2 separate regions of the Zea mays genome follow, and region 1 is linked to region 2. The links are chromatin contacts, called in public Hi-C maps. All regions are on one chromosome and are shown on one strand. Each heading gives the region's core, a stretch centred on a gene start, on an enhancer-like site or on the middle of the called end of the contact. The rest is flanking DNA. Distances are from core to core; before and after follow the strand shown. Region 1 holds the start of LOC103625933 (Protein kinase superfamily protein). Region 2 holds the start of LOC100277879.

The links. Hi-C and Micro-C count contacts between places; a contact is called where the count stands out from the background.
Region 1: a contact with region 2 is called in a Hi-C map of ear, with 1.6 times the contacts expected there. The contact joins the promoter of LOC103625933 here to the promoter of LOC100277879 in region 2. A contact is called at or near these places in 2 of 25 Hi-C or Micro-C datasets (bundle sheath and ear).

Annotation. Positions count from the first base shown.
Region 1 is chr5:10,583,530-10,587,919 of Zm-B73-REFERENCE-NAM-5.0, reverse strand. It overlaps LOC103625933 (Protein kinase superfamily protein), which reads left to right and starts at 2,231. Exons shown (of 7, transcript XM_008646334.2): 1 at 2,231-4,079. The coding sequence starts at 3,056.
Region 2 is chr5:10,322,608-10,326,972 of Zm-B73-REFERENCE-NAM-5.0, reverse strand. LOC100277879 reads left to right here and starts at 1,620. Exons shown (of 2, transcript NM_001151331.1): 1 at 1,620-2,854. The coding sequence starts at 1,694.

The DNA.
Region 1 (4,390 bases), core at 982-3,481, 260 kb before region 2:
TGTCCTTGTGTGTTTGATTTATGTGATTTAAGTATTTTTCATAATATGCGTGCACACGCCTTTATGCAGTTCAGGTAGCGTTTCAATGATACACATGGCCCCTTTTTAAAGGACATCGCGCGACATAGTAATTGGTTAGTGAGGCAAATGCATGCTAGTTACACTACAAAAAATATTGATCGCCATCAGCTCGGAAGGACCCCACGCCGCCACGTACCGGTGGTTTTTTACCTTTAATTTGTTATTGGTGATCAACGATGTACGTACGGTTACCATGACCTAAGTAGCAGTTACCTCACTTACCAATTATATTTTTATCCTCGATTAATTTTTATCAACCTTCAGTACAAATCAGCAAATTTTACTACCGTCACCTATGAACCATCATTTGTCTATCCGAGACCATTAAGAAAGGTTAAAGAAATTAATTGTGAATTATAAACAAAAAAAAACAAATAAAAATGCAAACTATGGGGCTTGAACCCACGACCACATGGTAAGAAGTCTTGTGCTCTACCAAGTGGGCTAGATGGGCTTTGTGCTCATGTTTGCAACAAATATGTTAATAACACAACCGAGCTCGGCGCCAAGATCTGTGGCGCCGAGCTCGGTGCCACGTCGACGCCACGGCGTCCGGGTTGTGCCGACGCATCACGTACCTCGGCGCCATAACCTATGGCGCCGAGCTGTGTTACCTCGGCGCCATAAGCTATGGCGCCGAGCAAAGGGTCCAAAAATGCTATTAAAATTTTTTAGGGTCCAAACGTGTTCTTTTTTCCGAAAAATGGTCAAAATACAAAAAATTCGGCCCCTGCCCCTCGCTAGAGGAAAGGGGAACTTTTCCTGGGCTTGAAGAACAAAAACTTAGGGGGTGTTTGGTTACTCCTGCTAAAGTTTAGTCCGGGTCACATCAAGCGTTTGAATTTTAAATAGGAGTATGAAATATAGACCCAACCAACTGGACTAGATTCGTCTCGTCTTTTAATCTTCGGCTGACAAATTAGTTTTATAATCCGACTACATTTAATACCCGAAACGGAGGTTCAAACATTCGATGGGACAGGGGCTAAATTTTAGTTTGGGTAACCAAACACCCCCTTAAGAGGAAAGGTTAGAAGACGGGATGTGAAGGGTGATGTGAAGGGTCGAAGGACCATACCTAGCCCACGGTAAGAGCTATGGGGGTGTTTGGTTACCCAAACTAAACTTTAGCCTCTATCACATCGAATGTTTGAACCTCCGTTCCTGGTATTAAATGTAGTCGGATTATAAAACTAATTTGTCAGCCGAAGATTAAAAGACGAGACGAATCTAGTCCAGTTGATTGGGTCTATATTTCATACTCCTATTTGAAAGTCAAACGCTTGATGTGACCCGAGCTAAACTTTAGCTGGGGCAACCAAACACCCCCTATGTTTTGAAGGGCCATCGCGATATCCATCCTTGATTGGACTGCCGCCCACTCTACAATATCGGCGGCATCATCCATTTCAAACAAATTCATGGGTTGTCGCTCCTTGTCCAACACATCTGGTAGGGAAGGTGTTCGACGGAGGACGATCGATTTGCACGAGTGCTCGCAAAGAACCCTCGCCCCCGAGACTTCCATCCGACCCACCGGTGATGGAAACGAATGCGGGAAGCTCTGACTCGAACCCAACATCGGCGACAACATCAGCCGAGGCCAAATGAACCGACACAAGAGTCGCAGATGCATCCACCCCAGAAGGGACGCTCCCCTTCGCCGGTAAAGCAAGACCGGCCACGGCTGGCGCAGTTGGCATAGACGTGCCCGAGGGAGAGGGGCCGTCCGTCTCTCGTCTCTCGTGCGACCGCTAGAGCAGCTGAGACGTTCGCGATCGCAACGAACGGTCCCTAAAGGGACAGTTAATTATAAATTAATTAGGTTTAATATTTATCTATATTTAATAATGAGAACCATATATCCACATAAAAAACTTAATGATGAGAACAGTTTGTCCTGCTTTAATAATATTTGTCTCTATAGATTACAGTTGAAGCAATCAAAATAATCAACTTTAATTCAAAGCGACAACAATAGACCTAGCCGGCTAGGCCGTCACCGCCAGTGGACACTGCCGAGCTGCCGGCCGGCCGGCGGAACGGTCGCACGAAACCGGTTTCCCTCCTGTTCGTTCAGCAGTACAGCATTTCTCCCAGTCCTCCACGGACGTTACTTCTGCCTGTCCTCTCCGTGAGGAAGCAACACCCAAGCGGGACCAGAGGTTTTGAACGCCCAAAGGCCAAAGCTAACAATTGCACCAAACAGCACTGCGAATCGGCGTTCCCCCTCCCTCGCCTCGATCCGGTCCCGCGTGACACCAAACGAGCTGGAACGGGATTACGGGGAGAAAGGAGAGAGAGATAGAAAAAAACATTTCCCATTTCCCTTTCTTTGCCTCTCTCTCTCTCCCTGGGTATTGGGGCTCTCTCCGTTCTCGCGTACGCACACCACCACCTCGAATATGCTGACCCCAGCCGCGCCGGCCGCGCCCTGACAGCCCCCACCCGATGCGCCTTCCCCGCCTCCGCCGCCGCTGCCACGCCGCTGCCGGATCCGCTCCCGCTCGGCCGCCGTCCGCTCTCGGCGGCGACGGGTCCCGCTGACCTCATCGTGCTTGCCCCGCCTCCATCTCGCGCCGGCGTGGGTTGCGGCGACGGCCAGTAGGGTTCCGGGGCTTCCGCCTCGCGGTCCCCTCCCCCGAGGATCCGCGCCTTCCCCTACGGGGCGCGCGTTGCGCTTAGGGTGTGGGTTGCCTTGGTCTTCTCAGCTTGGTTGCGGTCGCGCGGTTTCGAGGAGCTCCACGGAAGCTTGATTTGTCAGGGGGGCTTTTCGAGGCAGAGGCACCGATCTGCGGCTGCCGGCGCCGCGGCATTGGGCCACTTCCTAAGCCCCCGAGCGCCCGGAGCTTCGTTCGGATCGGCTGGTCTGGGAGCTGGGCCGCAACAAATCAGCTCTTCTTCGGCCTCACTGTAAGCATTTCTTCGCAGAGGTTCTCGCTCGTTTCTGGGCTAGTTGATATTGGAGGGAAACATGCCGGAGAACATTGATCTGGTGCTTGAGTTCCTGCGGAAGAACCGGTTCGCCAAGGCAGAGGCAGCTCTCCGTGGGGAGCTCACCGGCTGCGCCGATTCGAACGGCATGACCGTGCAGAGGTGTGTCGCTGAGCTGAAAGAAGACGACGAGCAGGAGGACTTGGTGAGCTCCAATGGAGGGCCCAACGGTGCTGTGACAGAGAGGAGTGCGGACTCATCGAGGGAGTTCATCGTGAAGGAGGTTGATGTTGGAGCCCTGCCGAACGGTTTGGATGGAAAGAAGGGCTCCGGGATTGGCCAGCCTCAGGAGAACAACGTGGGGGATCTGTATCCTTGGACCTTCAGCATAGCAAACAGCACGGCAGAACAGCTAGCTGAGCTGCTGGTGTCGGAGGAGGTGCCAAGACATAGGCGTGCTGCGATGTTGGCAGAGAAGAGGGATCGAGGCGTTGGGACTGAACAGCCTGGCCCATTGCTGGAGCAAAAAGTCTCTTCTGGAAGAGGGAAAGGAAAAGTTGATGCTGCTGGGAGAACTGCAATCAATGAACAGGGTCATTCCAGGGATAAAAATCTAGTACCAGAAAAGGAGGAGATGTTAAATGGTTGCACAGTTAAGACAGTGCTTCCATTCCCTGGGGAAAACCCGTCATCTAGTTACAATAGCACGCACCATGAAAACGAGAGGAAAGAGGTAAGGAGGAGCATTAATGCAGATGGTGTTGGAAAAGGGGCAAAAGGACATTTCGACGAGGGGAACAGACAAAATTACTTCGAAAAATCCCTAGATACAGATCAGGTGTCTGACCGATGCTTCGATTTACAGCTTGTTGGAGATAATCAGCGTGAGGAGCTTCCAAAGTTACCTCCTGTGAGGCTCAAGTCCGAAGATAAGCTAGTCAACATGAACTGGGAGGACAAGATCAATCACCATGGATCTGGAGCCAAGCAATCTAGTGCTGATCATGCCTTTATGATTGGGTCTTATCTCGATGTTCCCATTGGGCAAGACATAACATCTTCAGGTATGTTGCTAGTGAGTTCAATAGGGATATGGTACTTCTATTTGCTTGGTAAGACCACGATCAGTGTAAAAAATTCCCAGGACATAATGTTGGCTTTAGTTGTATAGGCTAGAAGACTTGGACATTTGACTAATGCTCATGCTTTGTGTATCATATTTGAGATCACCTATGGACATTGGCTGATTTACTTTATGTAATTTATTGATGTATATTTGCTATAATAATACATAATAAAATCACATGTGACCTTGTGAATTGTTGCCTATTGGTGTTAGTAGCATTAATGAATTGCCAACATTTATCTAATATGT
Region 2 (4,365 bases), core at 371-2,870:
CCATCCTTATCTTCCAACATTGGAAGGTTAGGCTGATAGGCTCTGCATCCTACATATTTCTGAAAAAAGTTAAAATTGCAAAATGACTTGCAGCTTGCATTATAGCTATGTTCAATCGTGCTGGAAATATAATGTAGAACACAATTAACATACCAGAGGGTAAAGGTCAATTAACAAGATATGCAAGTGCAAGTATATACCTTTGGAGCCACCACGTATGTAGGCACCGCCTAGCCGCCGTAGTGAGGCCTCTCAGCGCCGACATTGTGTGCGACGTGGACGATGTTGCCATACCCGTCCCCACGTGGGGGTGCTAGCCTTCATCGCTACAATCGTAGGCATCCCAGGCCCACACATACGTGGACCGGGCAGAGGCTGGCCGTACAGATCAGGGTCGATTGACGCGCGACCATGGAATCCCGCGGCCATATGGATTGGGTGGCGATAGCTAGTCGTAGGCGCCATAGGCCGGGGAAAGCGGGCTCCAACTCTCGCTCGTCTCTGGACCTGGTGCTTGAGGACCGCACGATGAAGAGTAACCCACGAATGTCGGCAGCTTGTTGTCCTCGTCCTCTATCACCATCAGTATGCCTGCTCTCCCCCAGGCCGTTGCACGCCGCCGTCGCTTGATAAGTCCGACGAGACTACTTGGTGGACCTGATCTCGCCTCCTCCCTTTTGTAGCCCGATGTTGATAACGAATGCGTAGTAGATAAGGCTTTCATCGGACAAGTCTTCATTCGATCCGCGTGGTGGTAGCTGTGAGATGCCTACGGGCGCGCGAGGGTGGGGGGTTAATTCGGCGCAGCGGGAGATATGGGGAGGACGATGACTGGAGTAAAACATATGTCATTGCTTACACGTGAATCTGGCACAGAGAGAAAGGAAGGGAGAGGAGTACTACAGGTTGTTTTGAACGAAAACTGAGTGAGTTTTTGTTATTATGACGTGAAACGACTATCGAAACAGGTGCTCAAGGCGGTCGGGGGCACAACTAATTTTTGGGTCCGCCCTTGCGTGTGTATGCCAACACTTCGAGCACGGGAAAACAAAATTCAACATAAGTCAAAAGAAAAGGAAATGTAACATAACCTCGGAAAATTTATTAGACCAGGATCAGGTTTCATGTACGGATCCTCATCCTAAGGCTTGCTCCAACAAAGGCCGCCAAATGTTCCTCTATCCTAAATATAGAGGATCAAATAATTATCTACTCTCTCCAGCAGCGTTTTCTAAATGGTCCTATAAATTTAGAGAATATTGTTGGATTCTCTCTCTATATAGTTTATCTAAACGGTTCTAATTCCATTTGAATACTTTAAATAATCGGTTTAGCAAAACTAAAATATGTACAATACATTTGAGAGTATGACAAATGCGTATTTAAAAAAAATAAAAAATGTCTCTAATATATGTATTTACGTATAGATGACGTGATTTAGAGGATGTTGTTCGAGAGAAAGCAGATATAAATGATAAAATCTTTTAGAGAAGACGATAAAGAACCAATATAAATAATGAATATAGAGAACGGTTGTTAGGGACAACCTAATCTGAATCCCCTCTGCGTGTCCCTTCCAATTTCAAGCGCGCAACTGACGCATTGGCCGTACCCCCTCGCGGCCTCTCAACTATCCCCACCCCAAAGAGAAAAGGAAATAAATCCCCAATTACCGACATCGACGCCGACGGCGATGTCCCTCCGCAAGCGCCAGCGCTCGGCGAGCAGCTCCCGCCTCACCGCCTTCTGCTCGCCACCGTCCCCTCCCGCTCCCCCGTCTACTTCCAGCTCTCCCAACCCGCATACCTTCCCCAACGCCGACGTCGTCCTCCGCCTCTTCCTCAACCCCTCCTCCCCCGACGACGTGGACGTCAAGCCCGACATCGACCGCCACCTCTCCGCAGCCGTCTCATCCGGAACCTTCGTCGACCTGCACGTCTCGTCCGCGTCCCTCCTCCGCTCCCGCTACTTCGCCGCCCTCCTTTCCGACCGCTGGCCCACCGCCGCGACTGGCCGCCTCTCCCTCGCGGTGGTGGCGCCCCCCTCTTGTCCCCGCCCGTTCGATGCCCACATCGAGGTGCTCCGCCTCCTCCACACTCTCGATTTCGCGGGTGCCATCCGCTCCCCCGACGATGCCCTCGACCTCCTCCCCATCGCACTCCTGCTCCTCTTCGACGCCTGCGTCGAGGCCTGCATCCGCTTCCTCGAGGCCGTGCCCTGGTCCGAGGACGAGGAGGCCCGCATCATCGACCTGGCGCGGCTCCTCCCCGCCGATGAGGCAGCCGACCTGCTCGCCAGGGTTTCTCCTCCTCCCGTCGCCGCCGGCCCTTCCGCTGCGGGGGTGGCCCCCAGGTCGCCCTCCGAGGCGATGCTGCACGGCCTGATCCACTCGGCGATCCATGGCCACCCCGTCCACGCTGCCACCAAGGCGTTCGTAGCGATGCTCCTTAAGGACTATCCGTCGCGGAACTGCGTCCACAAGGTGCTCGACGAGGCATTTCAGTCGCGCCTGGACACAATCAAGGAACTCATGGGGAAGTACGCTAGCCCGGATTTCAGGGTTGCGGTGGACAGTGATGAACGCGAGGCCATACAGAGGCTTAACCTGCAGTCTGCGGTGTTGAATGTGAAACACCTGTATTGGCTCATCGAGAGGATGGTCGATCTGAGGGTGGCAGATAATGCGGTGACGCTGTGGAGTGATCAAGCTGCCCTGGCTACTGATTTGCAGAAGTTGCTGAATGATGCAGACATGTGGCGGAACATGACGCCTGGGCTTCCAATGCTTGTGACTCGTTGCACACTCAAGCTCGCCAATTCAGTCATCACTGGGGAGACTCTGGTACCTCGGCAGGTTAGTCTACTAACTGATAATAATCTTTCTATTGCACCAACTTTATGCATGCTGTATGCCTGTATCTTGTGAAGGTAATAAAAGCTGTGTATCTAGAAAAGCCAATACGACCTATAAATTGAAACTGGGGAGTATATTATAAATGTGACAATTCAGTTAGAACTTAGAAGATGCTACCTGCATGTTATTTCCTTCTTTTGAAAAGAAGTTGATATTATGTCAATATAATACTGTGCTCTGTTATAATGGTTTAACTTGCCACAGCTTATAAGACTTTTTAATGGAATGTTCCATTATTATAAGCCAATGCATGTGTTTTATTCATCTTTTCTCATAATACAAATTAGTACCTAATGTGTTCGATTGCTTATAGGTAAGCCTGAAAAGGCCAGACATGGCTTGCATACTGTTTTTGTTGATGTCTCAGTACAACGAAAGTAGGTTCTATATTGTGCCGATACAGTGTTGGCTTTGCAAGATAACTTTGTTGATATGTAATGTATCTTGATTTATCTGAGTATGTTCTTTTGAGAAGTTCTAGATTGATCCTTACTTCAGTCATAAATTTGTTTGAGCTCCTGAATTGAAGTGGAATCTACTTCCACTCAATATAATGGATAGATGAAAAAGGAAGCACAGATTTTTTGGAGCACTCTTTCCAATTCTAATAGTGCATCAATGTGGGCACTGACATGGTCACCGGCATACTACTTTGACCATTGATTACAACAACAGCAGCAGCAACGACAACAAAGCCTTTTATTCCAAGCAAGTTGGGTAGGTCCGTAGGTTCGAGTTAAAAACCGAAAAGAACCTATAAGTCAAGGTTCGGACACATGGATAGCTGTTTTCCATGCACTTTGACCATTAATTACTAGTAAGATATATCATAATCTTATCCTACTCCTTATGGTTAATTTATTAAAATCAAGAAATATGTTTAATAATGACTTCATATAACTCATCAGGCTATCAGGGCCTCAGTGGGTATCTCTGTTGGGTGTGATCTAAGAAGTCTAGAAGGTCTCTACCATATTGTTTGGTAATTAGGGTTGATAGTATTGACCAATCATAATTTTCATAGGTGTTTGGTAGTGTATCAAATCACAGAGCAAAACCATCTTTTATGAGTATGGGAACGTATCGGGTGCAAACCATACAATTAGTCATGATAATTTTTCAACCCTCCCACCGTTCATCAGCTTTCAAAACGACTCTTCCACCTCTCCTGGTATATTTTCAAATACACCCTTTGACCTCCGTCAATGTGTTGGTTTTCACCTAATATGTTTCCTTTCAGTATATACTGATATATCGATTAGCTTGTGTCTTTTCCCACTCATGTGGGAGCCTTCGACTGGGTCTGCCCCCCCCCCCCCTCTCCCCCCTGATTAGCTTTGTGTCTTATTTGTGTGCATTAAACAGATTAATAGTTTGTGAACAAGATTAATCAGTGACAGGTCGGACTGATGAAAGAGTTAATATTTAAAGAGTGATCTATGTTTGATGTG